Regions from separate parts of the Bombyx mori genome. Here region 2 is linked to region 1. The links are chromatin contacts, called in public Hi-C maps. All regions are on one chromosome and are shown on one strand. Each heading gives the region's core, a stretch centred on a gene start, on an enhancer-like site or on the middle of the called end of the contact. The rest is flanking DNA. Distances are from core to core; before and after follow the strand shown. Region 1 holds the start of LOC101737422 (adhesion G-protein coupled receptor G2). Region 2 overlaps LOC101737422 (adhesion G-protein coupled receptor G2).

Evidence for each region. Hi-C and Micro-C count contacts between places; a contact is called where the count stands out from the background.
Region 2: a contact with region 1 is called in a Hi-C map of midgut, with 2.1 times the contacts expected there. The contact joins the enhancer-like site here to the promoter of LOC101737422 in region 1. A contact is called at or near these places in 2 of 7 Hi-C or Micro-C datasets (midgut and whole pupa).

What each region holds. Positions count from the first base shown.
Region 1 is chr10:16,287,941-16,295,050 of ASM3026992v2, reverse strand. It overlaps LOC101737422 (adhesion G-protein coupled receptor G2), which reads right to left and starts at 4,867. Exons shown (of 13, transcript XR_009974120.1): 1 at 4,663-4,867.
Region 2 is chr10:16,321,904-16,328,960 of ASM3026992v2, reverse strand. LOC101737422 (adhesion G-protein coupled receptor G2) reads right to left here. Exons shown (of 13, transcript XR_009974120.1): 3 at 6,687-7,057; 4 at 6,117-6,289; 5 at 4,721-5,334; 6 at 1,612-1,802; 7 at 1,160-1,234; 8 at 399-575. Among protein-coding and RNA genes, the nearest start is that of LOC119631019, 16 kb to the left of the region's middle. Within about 2 kb of position 4,185, at least 1 of the 8 cell types and tissues checked has open chromatin away from gene starts, as enhancers often do.

The DNA.
Region 1 (7,110 bases), core at 3,618-6,117:
AAGTAATTTTAATCAGTAGTTACCTACTGCTCATGATTTGTATTATTTATTGTGGTATTTTTATACTAAAAGTGATGTGTGGTATCGTGGCACACCGGATAGGAACGAAGTTCCATATTACAAAAATATTTATTTTAAATTCTACTTATAAAGAAAATAATTTTTCGGGTATACATTTTTTATTATGATTTTTTTATTGTTAAAAATAATCGCAAGAGTCAACCACTCCGCAGTGCAATGGAGCAGCGTCGTCCTGAGGGAACCCCCTGCATGATCACGGTATCCCTCTACGCCAGGTAAGTATGATTTAGCAAGATAAATACGAGAACGTCTATATTCTGTGTAACATTTCGTCACCGCGATTCAGGAATTGTTGAATTTACGTGCAGCGACATCTGCTGATAACAAACTAAATAGAAAAAATCTTACGTTACGGACATTGTTTCCCGGTTAGAGTACCCCTTTGCATCGTCCCATAAGGAACTTCGTTCCAAAAAGAAACAGCTCTCAGTGGCGCGAATCGTGTCAAATGTGTTTTTTTTTTCAACCTATTTGCTGTTAGCTAAGGGGCTATTAAAGGTACGCGCTGACGGGTAGATGAGCTCACGGGCCCAACCTGAGAGAATTTGCTAACACTAGCCCTAGCAAGAGCGGTGATTCGCTAAATCTAGCACCGGATCGGAATCGCGACCCACTGATAAGACTCGGCGCGAAACGCTGTGGGTGGCAAATGTAAGCATAATTAATTAAAGGCAAGTATATAGTACCTACCACGTGAGCGAATTTCACGCGTTCCCTTCGGTTATGCAAAGTTGACATTCTGTAACCAGATTCTCGACTGCCTTTAATGAAAACCGGTTTCGTGCCATTAATGCAATTCGTTTTCATACTGGTTATTGCGTGTTCGATTTAATAATTGCATTTTTTTTAAAAATCTACCAAATACGTACGATGGGTTCCGTAACTGGAATGTAGCTTCTGAATTAAAACCAAAATCAAATTATTTGACTGATTGTTATCAAATATTATTTTAAGTTCGATAATTGTAATATTCTTCAGAATGTTTGGTGTCTTTTCTCATTAACTGAATAGAATTAAAGAACTATTTGAAAAGTATACATAATATATGTCGCAATCAACACATGATTGCTGTCAGCCAATACGAGATATGGGACGCAAGCGCCGTCTGTCGGCGCTCGATGGGTCAACTATTCACCGGCCGAGCGGAGCACACGACCAGCACTTATCGTGCGGCAGTCGGCCGGAGCGGTCGAATTTGAACCATCACGTGTGCCTGTATATGTACCTACCTAATTATTGTAGTCTTGTGGATTCATAAAACCTTCTAATATAACCGAGAAAAGTACTACTATGTTTCAGTTTCTCCAACATCACCCAACGACACCCACTGTTTGAAGAATAAGTATCATGTACCCACCTGTGCCGACGTGATATATTTATTCGTACAATTGTAAATATATTCTCACGATCTACCCAACGATACTCTAAACGCTTCATTACTAAATCCTAAACTTAAACATTTGTGTAAACGTTTCTTGTCACTCATTCAAGTATTTCGCATACCTGTGACTTCTATGTGCTTAGTGCGAGTATTTTAACATACTAGATATCGTAAAAGTTAATTTAAATTTGTATGTAGTTGCAACAGCGCCCCTAGCGGCAAACGCAGGCAAACGTTCCAACTCCATACTAATACGAGTTAACTTTTACGCTATCGAGAACGTTATAAAACTGGCACTAAGCACACTAGTCCGTAGATACCCAAATTACAATAAGCATCTCCGACCTCACATTATCCGACGTCTCATTAAATTACTGTATTGTAGTTTGCAGACGTCGGCGGTATTAAATCTGCTTTTTTCCTTTCAGAATCTAAGTGTAGTAGATAATGCTAAATTAATGAGTTATAAGCGTATACTTAAACGCGCAAGAAATCCCGTGGTTGCTAATATTCGCTTGTTTTTCACTATTTACTGGTGGTAGGACCTCTTGAGAGTCCGCACGGGTAGGTACCACCACCCTGCCTATTTCTGCCGTGAAGCAGTAATGCGTTTCGGTTAGACGGGTGGGGCAGCCGTTGTAACTATACTTGAGACCTATGAACTTATATCTCAAAGTGGGTGGCGCATTTACGTTGTAGATGTCTATGGACTCTAGTAACCATTTAACACCGGGCGGGCTGTGAGATCGTCCACATATCTAAGCAATAAAAAAAAAATTACCCAAAAAATTGACCAAAAGTCTTCCAAAGGACCTTTTTAAAAATGCATTATGGTTAAGTTATCGGTTCCGTGTTGTCTTTGTGTGTGGCTGTTTACTTAGTCAGAGCGCGATATATACGGACGAATATGAATTCCTATGGCATATCAGCGAACCTGAAGCAATTCAACAAGTCGCAATGCATACAGTGTCATTTACGTCATATGTGTTTATCTGTTTTACTAAGGACTAGCGACCCGCCCTCGGTTCGATTCGGAAACTGTAATTTATTATTGATTTTTCCACTATTTAATGAATGTTATTATACACATAAACCTTCCTCTTCAATTACTCGTATCTACTAAAAAAAACCGCATCAAAATCCGTTGCGTATTTTTAAAGATTTAAGCATATATAGGGACAGAGAAAGTGACTTTGTTTTATACTATGTACCTAGTGATGGTAAAAAATATACGGGCGAAACTACGCCTTTAAAGATCTTTTGTTTCATGTTCATAACCTTCATTCTTCTTCCTCGAAAACCACTCGCATGTATTTCCCATATTTATTACAAGATGAAAGCCTGTAGATATCTCGCTCCGTATATTATTATGCTTAAGATATTAATTTATGTTCGTGCTAGACCATCACAGACACAAAGAATGTTATGCATAATTTATATCTTTGATGCAAAATCTGCTAGTAGCATTATCACTTATGTGCAATTTATAAAGATAGTGTCATACAATAACAAAACTAGGCGCGCCTTATGGGTTTACTCGTTCTAAATTAACGAACAATAATGTAATTAGACACATTGTAATTTTTCGAATTTAAGTTGCTTTTTTTTATCGCGTAGATGGGTGGACGAACTCACAGCCCACCTGGTGGTAAGTGGTTACTGGAGCCCATGGACATCTACAACGTAAATGCGCCACCCACCTTGAGATATAAGTTCTAAAATCTCAGTATAGTTACAACGGCTGCCCCACCCTTCAAACCGAAACGCATTACTGCTTCACGGCAGAAATAGGCAGTGCGGTGGTACCTACCCGCGCGGACTCACAAGAGGTCCTACCACCAGTATCAGTCTCAAATCTATACACAACCAGTCGATTCTTAAAGCCGTTGGTACGTAAAATTACGAACCATTTAACGTACTGTTGTTTTTATTCTAACAAATAAGCCCGGCGATGCCCGGGACACGTCATTTACGATTACCTTAAAATTATCCTATAAGTTAATCTCTATTAAAAACTATCTTTGTGCGAAATTTCATCTAAATCCGTTAATAAATTAACGCGTGATTGTGTAACAAACAATCAAACATACAAACTTCCTCATTTATAATATTTATATACAGTACAATTAAGACTTCAACGTGTCACATGATCGCTAGAGCAGACTGGTCCTTTAGTGGAGACCGCGCACCGGAAAATATAAGTTGGGGCGCCTCCGGCTAGTTGGTGCGAAGAGTGACCAGCCAGAAATGAATGAGGAGAGTCAAAGACCGAGCCCAGTGATAAAAAATCGGTAGAAGTATGTATCCAGCGGTGGATGACTATGGGCTGATGATAATGGCTCTGGGTGGATGACGATATGTACGGTGTGAAGTCTCTGTTAAGGATTACATCAAATGGATATAGTTTTAAGACGTTCCAGTTATAAAACTCCATTCCGATAGGTACTTACTAGCGCACTGTGTATTTTTCTTTAAATAGTATACTCATTTAAGGCGACTCTAATTGTTAATAATCACATTCGATCTTATAAATAGTATTTTAGTAATAATCTTCTATGACTTTACTGATAATTTTTCCTTGTCGAAAATTAAATATATCAAATTAAAACGCCGTATTCCCACAATAATATAGATAACCGAAGCGAATTAATTCAATGGTAAGCGTTGAAGAACTTATTGGCGACTAAAGACTAACTTTTTATCGCGACGGTGAGACATTCTCGTCCGCCAATGTAATCCATCAATTACTTAATCAATTAATAATTGTTAAAATTAAAAAGTATATTGCTTAAGTTACTCGTGCTAACATTCATAGTGGCAATGCTAAATCAGCTACTCAACAGCTCGACTAAAATAAATACAAGAAGCCCGAAGGAATAAACTAAAATGTCACAAATAAAAAAGTAATAACTAAAATTACTATTATACTACTAGAATCACGACCACGCTTCGACACGCAAGATGGAAGATTTAATTACTTCAAACCATCCAAAAAAAAAAAGTGCTAAATCATTTTATTCAAACAATTATATGTAAACAAAGCCAACTAAATTAAATTTATTCTTTATTTCGTTGCGAATCCATGCAATCTTTAAAGTACATCTAACTACATGAGAATTTAGAAAGATTTTTTTCTTCGATCGAAAGAAAAATGGAATGAAAGAAAATATCGTAACGTGAATACAAATTAAATAACTTACGTCCGATTAATTAAAATCCACAATGAAACAACTTTTTTTTTAACACGAAACACATGTAACCAACATAATACGACTAAATTATTATGTGAATAATGCTCAATTACTGAACAGACACGTTTTCACCAAAATATATTTCGCGCGTTCAAAGTATGATGTTCGGATAGCGTGCGCCCACAGCAATCGCGTTCCACAGACTAAGCTGACTAAACATGGCGAGAGATAACATAAATTTTTTTGCAAGTAGCGAATATTGCAGATTTAAAATAATCTACACAGTTTTTTTTTTACCGTTATATACGATTTTACAAACAAAGAAGATCTTATATATATATAGCGATTTAATTATTTGTTCTTTAACAGTGAAACATTTTGTTTTGAACAAAATTAGCTTCAACTACGCGGGTTAAAATTGAATTGAAGAAAATTTGAAGTCGTCGTGGCCTAAAGGATAAGACGTCCGGTGCATTCGTGTTGAGCGATGTACCGGTGTTCGAATCTCAGGCGGGTACTATTTTTTCTAATGAAATACGTACTCGGCAAAAGTTCACGATTAACTTCCACGGTGAAGGAATAACATGGTGTAATAAAAATGAAGCCCGCAAAATTATAATTTTCGTAATTACTGGTGGTAGGACCTCTTGTGAGTCCGCACGGGTAGGTACCACCACCCTGCCTATTTCTGCCATGAAGCAGCTATGCGTTTTGGTTTGAAGAGTGGGGGCAGCGGTTGTAACTATACTTGAGACCTTAGAACTTATACCTGAAGGTGGGTGGCGCATTTACGCTGTAGCATTCCCGATCCTGCGGACAGAATGGAAAGCAGTCGACGTCGCCCTTAACACGTCATCTCGGATCCACTAACGGTGCTTCTAGGTACTTCAAGCACCAGTCACCGTCCTCGTCGAACCCGTCGCTTGCGACGAAGGGCTCGACGAGCGAATTAACCCACAGACACAGCCCACTGAGTTTCTCGCCGGATCTTCTCAGTGGGTAGCGTTTCCGACCCGGTGGTAGATTCTGCGAAGCACTGCTCTTGCTAGGGTCAATGTCAGCAACTCTCCGGTTTGAGCCCCGTGAGCTCACCTACACACGCTAGGGTAAGCTGAAATAGCCTCTCAAGGCTATCAGCATAGGTAGGAAAAAATAAAATTGTAGGATCGCATCTAGGTCACTTTGCAATTGGCGAGAGTCGACAACAGAAACTATGGTTTTGTATATCTGGAGATCATCGGCTGACACCTTACAGTGACTTACTTTATCGACTATGTCGTTAATAAAGATTACTAGACGATGATTTTTTTTTTATAACGCCCTCTTGTTGTTTCTTTAAAGCGGTTAGTTGCCCTCAATTAAGAAAATTAATATTATTATTCGCCAATAGATGTCGGGAAGAGTTGACTATTGAAAACACGAATAAAACAACATTTTCTGAAAATAAATCGTACCTGGATCGATTTATCGCCCCCGAAATCCCCTGTATACTAAATTTTATGAAAATCGTTGGAGCCGTTTCCGAGATTCAGATTATATAATTATATGTTAATATACAAGAATTGCTCGTTTAAAGGTATAAGATGAAAACAAGGGGTCCCAAATGCGATCTCTGAGGCACACCGGTATTTGTAAAATAAGTTATCGAGTTAAATCCATTTACAGACACCGACTGAGGTCTCTGTTGCTTGCAAGTAAGACTCGAACCATTTCAAAAGTGGGCCATCTACACCGAATCCATATAATTTCCTCAAAAGAATTAGTGGTTAACTCGATCAAAAGCACTGCTAAAGTCGGTGTAGATGGCGTCAACCTGCCTGCCTGAGTCAACTTCATTTGATACATTGGAAATTGGAAATGTAAGTGACCAAGTTAGTGACTATTGAGCGACCACGTCTGAAACCGTGCTGTAAATTGTTTTATAACTGACTTGTTGTTACTTGATACTATTTTTTTTTTATTGCCCTTGTAGGCAGACGAGCATACGGCCCACCTGATGGTGAGTGGTTACCGTCGCCCATGGACTTCAGCAATGCCAGGGGCAGAGCCAAGCCGCTGCCTACCGACATTATATTGACATTTCTTCTTTTCTTTTCGATATGACATGACATTTATTAGACATGCATATTAATATTTCAACAATGATTACAGTATACCTTGTTAAATTTGAATTTCAAAGTATGTTTTCATTAGGTATTCTTTTCTTTTTTTATTATTGTATTCCATCTTCGTGCCGATGAATTGCCAATGCTATGTACGCTATTATTGTCACATGCATCAGGCCATAAATTAAATAGTTTAAGTATTTTCAATGTTAAATGTTTGTGACGTAACAGTACTTTTTTTAAATCTATATATATAAAAATGAATTGCTGTTCGTTAGTCTCGCTAAAACTCGAGAACGGCTGGACTGATTTGGCTAATTTTGGTCTTGAATTATTTGTGGAAGTTCAGAGA
Region 2 (7,057 bases), core at 2,936-5,435, 35 kb before region 1:
GGTTGGCTGTTATTTTTTCTACAGGAGAAAATCACCGGATCCCAACTCGCCACGCGGGAGTATGTGGGAGTTGAACCTTACTAAAAACTGCTGCTCACAGCCGGGGTCCAACCCCCGACCATCTCGGTTAGTTAGGGTCAGTTATCGAGATGAAGGAACAGGGTCGACGGAGAGCTTATTACAACCATCCCGCTGTCTCCAAGACGCCGGACCGGTGGCCGCCGGCGGCACGACAACCGGTTTCCTCGACCAAATAACATAGAATAACAGATGTGGTAGCAACCCGTGTGGGCTTCACCAGATCACCTACCGCCAACACAAAAAACTGCCAACCCCCATTCCTTTTTTATCTTTACTTTAATCATGTGAGCTAACAACAGAACAGTTTCTATACGTACCGAGGGTCTGGGCATTGTGGTTGGAGGCATGGTAGGTACGGCTGTGATGACGTCAGTGGGGGTCGTTACGGTGATGACCGGGTCAGTTGGCGGAGGCGGAGGCCGAGTCGGTCTCCGAGTGGTTTCGGTGATCTCCTCGGAGCTGTCGCGTACATCGCGTAGTACGGGATCATTTGTCTACAGATTATTGACACACATACAAGTTACTTGAACAGATAACAATAAATAATAGTTTAAAAAAACAACTAAAAACATACGCTTTTATAGAAAGTCCAACTAAAAAATAGAAAATAAATTTTAATAAATTTGAATTAAATATAGTGTAAGAAAAAATGATTTTACTATAAAAAACGCTTGGGATGCATAGAATCAGTAGTTATAAATATTTTATGAACAGATATGAGTAGAAGGGTTATTTTAATAATATCCTTTGGTGCTTTTCTGGATATATTTTTTTTTAATTTTTTTTGTTTTTTAAAACTATTATTTATTTTTTAGTTAAATTTCAACTTTTTCAATATATTTTTTAAATATTGAATTGTCCTCTGTACTTAATAAGTATGCTAAATTTCGAGTGAATCCGAAGTTTTGAAGGGGGTCAAAATCATGTTCAATGATTCCGTTACATACATAACTACGTCTGAAGCTTAATAAAAGCGTATTAAAAAAACGGAGCTATATTGCAGAGCGGAAGCGCAATGTAAACGCAAAATCATTTTCGATAATTTACATTACATTGCTGTTTTTCAAAAAGTACTTACAGCGGTTTGTGTTTCGGTTGTCGTCTGTGTGTATCCCTCGGCGGGAGTCGTGGATTCCGTATCCAGAACCCCAAACTAAAATTAGTTAAGTGTTTTATTAAATAATGAATTGATAACAATTAAAAATGTCGCACGCCAAGCGGAGAGGAGATGATCGTGTCTTAGTGATTACTGGAGCCCATATACATCTACAACGTAAATGCGCCACCCACCTTGAGATATAAGTTCTAAGGTCTCAAGTATAGTTACGACGGCTGCCCCACCCTTCAAACCGAAACGCGTTACTGCTTCACGGCAGAAATAAGCAGGGCGGTGGTACCTACCCGCGCGGACTCACAAGAGGTCCTACCACCTGTAAACCCTTCAGACCGAAACGCATTGCTGCATTAAATACTGAGGAATAATACTGAGGAATAATACTGAGGAACAGGTATACAAGAACAAGGTAGTACCGTGTGGTCGGGTAGTAAGTTCGCAACGGTCGGCATCAGCTGCGTGACCTCTTTGACCTTGAGCGCGTTGGACAGGGTCACCGGGAGCCTCATCTCGCAGTCGCTGGTCGTGGTCAGAAGCCACTGCACGCCCTCGTTGTAATCTCCCACGCATTTCCTCGTCTGACATCTTGTGTTCGATATCGATTCACCTAGAACCAATAGTGGTGATAGATGCAATAATCTATACTAATATATAAATAAGTGGTTTTTACGGATGTTCCGTTATAACTACTGAACCATGCATCCGATTGACTTGAAACTTGGTATTCATGTAGAAAATACATGTGCTTAATGGATAGGCTAATGTTTATATGAGTGTTGGACTTCCTACATCAGTTGCGGGGGCGTTAATTATGAGAATCTTAGTGAGGGTGAGAAATAATAACGTTAACTTTAAATTCCCAGCGAAGCGGACGGGCACAGCTAATATGCAATAAAAATAAAAAAAATATTGCATTGATGAATGGACTAGCTCACGGCCCACTTGGTGTTAAGTGGAGCCCATAGCCATCTATGCCGCCACCCCCCTTGAGATATGAGTTCTAAAGTCTCGGTATAGTTCGTTACAACGGCTGCCCCACCCTTCAAACCTAAACGCATTAACTGCTTCACGGCAGAAATAGGCAGGATGGTGGTACCTACCCGCGCGGATTCACAAGAGGTCCTACCACCAGTAATTACGCAAATTATAATTTTGCGGGTTTGATTTTTATTACACGATGTTATTATTCCTTCACCGTGGAAGTCAATCGTGAGCATTTGTTGAGTACGTATTTCATTAGAAAAATTGGTACCCGCCAGCGAGATTCGAACAACGGTGCATCGCTCAATTCGAATGCACTGGACGTCTTATCCCTTAGGGCACGACGACAAAACGAAACGTTCTGCTCGACCGATAGTCGTGGGTTCGATTCCAATTTCCACATTCATGTGACCACCGTTCTTTGTCGGGCAATTGAATATCTAAATTTTATATTTGTTATATATTAAAACATACATACATACATATATAATTTATAGAAGATCCCAAAATACAGAGAATCCTAGTTTAAGATCACGTGACCGTGTGCGATTTCTCGTTAATAATTTATTTATTTCTAAATTTCTCATAGTAGTGCGTAAGACTATACGGATTGGTCATAATGTCTATTTGGACTACAAAGAAATGACGTGTTTGAAAACTAAATCCACCGCTGTCCTACACAATTGAGACTCCGACCTCATGCCTCAAGCAGCGAGAACTCATCTGCCAATAGAAACAGTAAAAAAAAGCATTATCCTTATACAGAACGACGTCTTGGAACAATTAACCGAGTTATTGTTGTTGTTGCAAATTAAAATTACATTTGTCATTGACATTAATAATGACAATTATAATGTAACTACAGTCACGAATCTGTTAGCACATTATCAACTTTTGCACCTAGCCAACATCTATATAGGTCGTAAACTCGAACTATTTTTAGTCGATTTTGATCAACAAACCATTTACAAATGTCATTATTATATAGCTTTGTCTTCGAAAGCATATAGCCCAGTTGATGATGAGAGGTCTTTGTCGTTCGTGGATATGAGTTATGTCAAGGTTACAGCCAAGCCGTAACCTACTGTATAGAATTCCTCTTCGTTCTTCAAGAATATTCTAAGGTTCTTGTATGGGCCAACGCGGACATCCGGCTCGAAGAACCAAAAAAGGGATGTACGGTTTGTTCACGCAACCCTCTGTTGTGATAATGATAACAATTCCAATATTGAGTAATTGTTTATTGATATGCTTACACTGATTGGTGATTTTTTATATGATAAAAATGACATTATGTGAGTTTGCGACGCCTTGCTGATGGCGGTACACGAACTGAGTGGGAAATGAATGGCTTTGATGTAAAATGCATCGGTATGCAATATGATGTGCGCGCTGGCCCGTACGGTTCCAATATCCAGTTCATAAACCCATCACCAAACCAGACTCACGGTACCATATTCACAGCAGAACAACACAACCCTCAGCTCCACTTTCAAAGATAATCCTATCCGTTTTTTAGTGTGCAGTGCCCTGAATCATTACTAGAGAGAAGCCGTCATCTCAATTTTACCCTCGCATCATCCGTCATAAGAGCAGAGTTAATTTCAACTACCAAGAATACCAATTACCAAGAACCATAAATATTTCTATAGATAAGACATAAAATTATAATTTGGTTACTGGTGGTAGAACGTCTTGTGAGACCGCACGGGTAAATACCACTGTTGTACTCTAAAAACGGAGACCTTAGAATTAATATCTCAAGGAGAAGGCGGCATTTACGTTGTACATGTCTATGGACTCTGTTAACCACTTAACACCAAGAGGGCGAGAGCTCGTTCACCCATCTAATCAATAAATAAATAAATAAGCCTTCGGTAACGTTGGGGCTTGATGTCCATAAGCAACAGTAGCCGCTTATCAGTAAATATGCCGTAATTCACCTGCTCTTGATGGAAACAACAACTTATGACAAACTCTTTTCGTCTACACGTCCAATAACAAGCTCAGAGGTCAGCTGTGTTAATTGCAACTTGAATGATTCACACTCGAGATATGAACTCGAGTATTACAGAACTGCTAATAACATAGAATCATATATACGAGAGATATACGAGTATTTTACTAGTGGTAGGACCTCCAGTGAGTCCTCGCGCGTAGGCACCACCACCCTGCCTATTTCTGCCGTGAAGCGGTAATGCGTTTAGATTTAAAGGTTGGGCAACCCGTTGTAGCTATACTGAGACCTTAGAACTCATATCTCAAGGTGAACGAGCTCACAGCAAACCTGGTGTTAAGTGGTCAGGTGACCCCATAAACATCTACAACTTAAATGCCATTAACCTCCTTGAGATATGAGTTCTAAGGTCTTATTAATACAACGGCTGCCCCACCCTTTAAGCCGGAACGCATTATAGCTTCACGGCAGAAATACAGCGGTAGTACCTACTCGTGTGGACTCACAAAAGGTCCTACCACAAGTTTAAATCTCACCAGTCGTCATATGCAAGTATGATAATTTTTTAAATAGACCGTAACACTTACCTAAGTGCTTCGCTTCGCCGCTTTCCAAGCTCTCGTCAGGGCAGTAGTACACGGGCTTCATAAAAACTAATTCAAGCCCTTTCCAGGTCCCAGGGCGGACGGGTCTCATGCTGGAATCGAGTTCGAAGTGAACCAACAACGCTCTACCACCAACGAACCACTTCTTTAGCCTAGCGTTGGACAGCACTTCTCTTACACCGACCGAAGGTGTTGTCAATTCAAAACTCCTCAGTTGATCCTCCGTTGCCGCATCGTTCCCATGAACATTAAAATACTTGGTCGATAAGTATATGTACTCTTCCAGCTTTTCTAGTGCCTTGTAAATTTTTTCAGGATCTGTATAAGACTGTAGATGAAGTTTGACGGCGTACACGTGGTCCAAGGAGTTCTTCTTTGGTATGTGCAAAACCTTATTGGATTGCGAGATCGTGTAGCTCTTGGAATCCGTGTGAATACACCAATAGTAACCGTTCTTCTTTTCCTGAACCACGTAAGTGTTTTCTTCGTCGTGGTCCAAGTCCACTGGAGTGGGGTAGTACTTCACTGAGTCGGTGAAGCACTTCAAATACCTTCTCGGTACTGGCTCGCTTACGTTTAAAATGAGTCTGTCATCGCTGAAAAATGAATGAATGATAATTGACGTATGTTGGTACACATTTATTTCACTTCACAGTAACTGTTGTTACAGATAGCTTGAATGTAAGATAACCAATTCTAATTTACGACTAGTTACAAGTTCCCAAAAATAATAGCATTATGATTCCAATGCAGTTAAAGGTTCAGTCTTGGTTCTCAGTGTCGATATAATGTGACAATTGGCTAGATTTTTCATATATTTTTTTATAATACTATTTTACAAAATCAGATCTTATCAGTGACCTGATATCACAGACATCGGATACGAAAACATGCCTTAAAGCATGTGGTCGAAAGTTATATACTATACACCATGCACCTGCCCCGAAATGCTGCTTTGTTGCAAATACAGGCAGGATTGTAGCTTAGTCCGTCTGCTGAAAAATTACGTGCAAAGAAGAAACAGGAGCAGGGTGGATATGAAAAATAGAACATTTGGAAAAGCTACTACAGACGCAGTATAAGGCTCCTACAGATAAATTAAAAGGTCGCAACATTGCTTCTTTTGACAACCTCTGACCTTTTACTACTGACCACTTGTCGTCCACACTCGACCCTGTTTGGTAGTGCTATAAGGTTTCAATTGGCACATCAGTACAAGGTTGTTGCCCTACTTCAATTAAAAATTGAAGATGGGACATTGATACTTTTGAGTGGATAACTAATGCGGATATTTCAAAAAGGCTAATATCTCACTAATAACGGGGCAGACAACTTTTAGGGGGGAACCTCATCAGATGATATGAAAAAAAATACTTACGAATCGATTGTAAGATTCAATACAACATCCTTCACTGGTACGGATACCTCACATATCACGGCATAGAACACAAATGAACTGTTCACGGAGAACCACATATTATTCCCCACAGCACTTAAACGAGTTTTATTGGTTTGAGGCAATTCTGAAAATTTCCATTCCGATCTTGGTATCTGAAAATGTTATTTGAATACCTGAATTGAAAGACAGCAAATCTGCGGAGTATTAATTTTAGCCAAAAAGTCTAAATTTATACAATGACGCTGTTTTTGAAATTTGCCATTTAATTTTGGCCTCAATGACCAATTGAAAACTATTGTTTTAAATCTCTAAAAGGTTTCATGAAACCATTCACGTATTATTATGGCTGGTTTTTCTGTTTTTTTACATCATCGGGAGTGTTGTATTAATTAGCCAGGAAAAATCCGGCAACCATTGTAAAATGCTTTGCTTTATTCGAAGAAAAGCTAATTTTCATTGGACCCTGCAATCGTCTCAATTAAAATTGGATTTAAGTACATTATTATAATATAATACGTATATCCATTTTTATATCCGAAAATAACTTACCAAAATAGTCCCGTTATTGAGGTGTAACTTGAGCTCCGTAAGTTCAGAATTAAAAGCGAAACCCAAAGGATAGGCCGAGTGCGAAAAGCTCCTGAAGTTGGAATACATCCATCCAAAGTTCAAAAGGTATCCTCCCCGTTTCTCGCATATGTTTTTAGCTTGTTTCCATGTTGCTCTGACAGCTGCTTCACCTACAGCCGGTACCTCCGCCAAACACGTAGGCATCGGACTATAGAATCTATAGCCATTATCGAAACCCGCACAAGGTTGACTCTTTAAAGCCTTTTCGTCTTCATAGGGATAAACCAAGCAATACCTGTGATGCATTGCTTCACAACTGACTGCCGTGAAACTGGTGATTGAGTCTATCA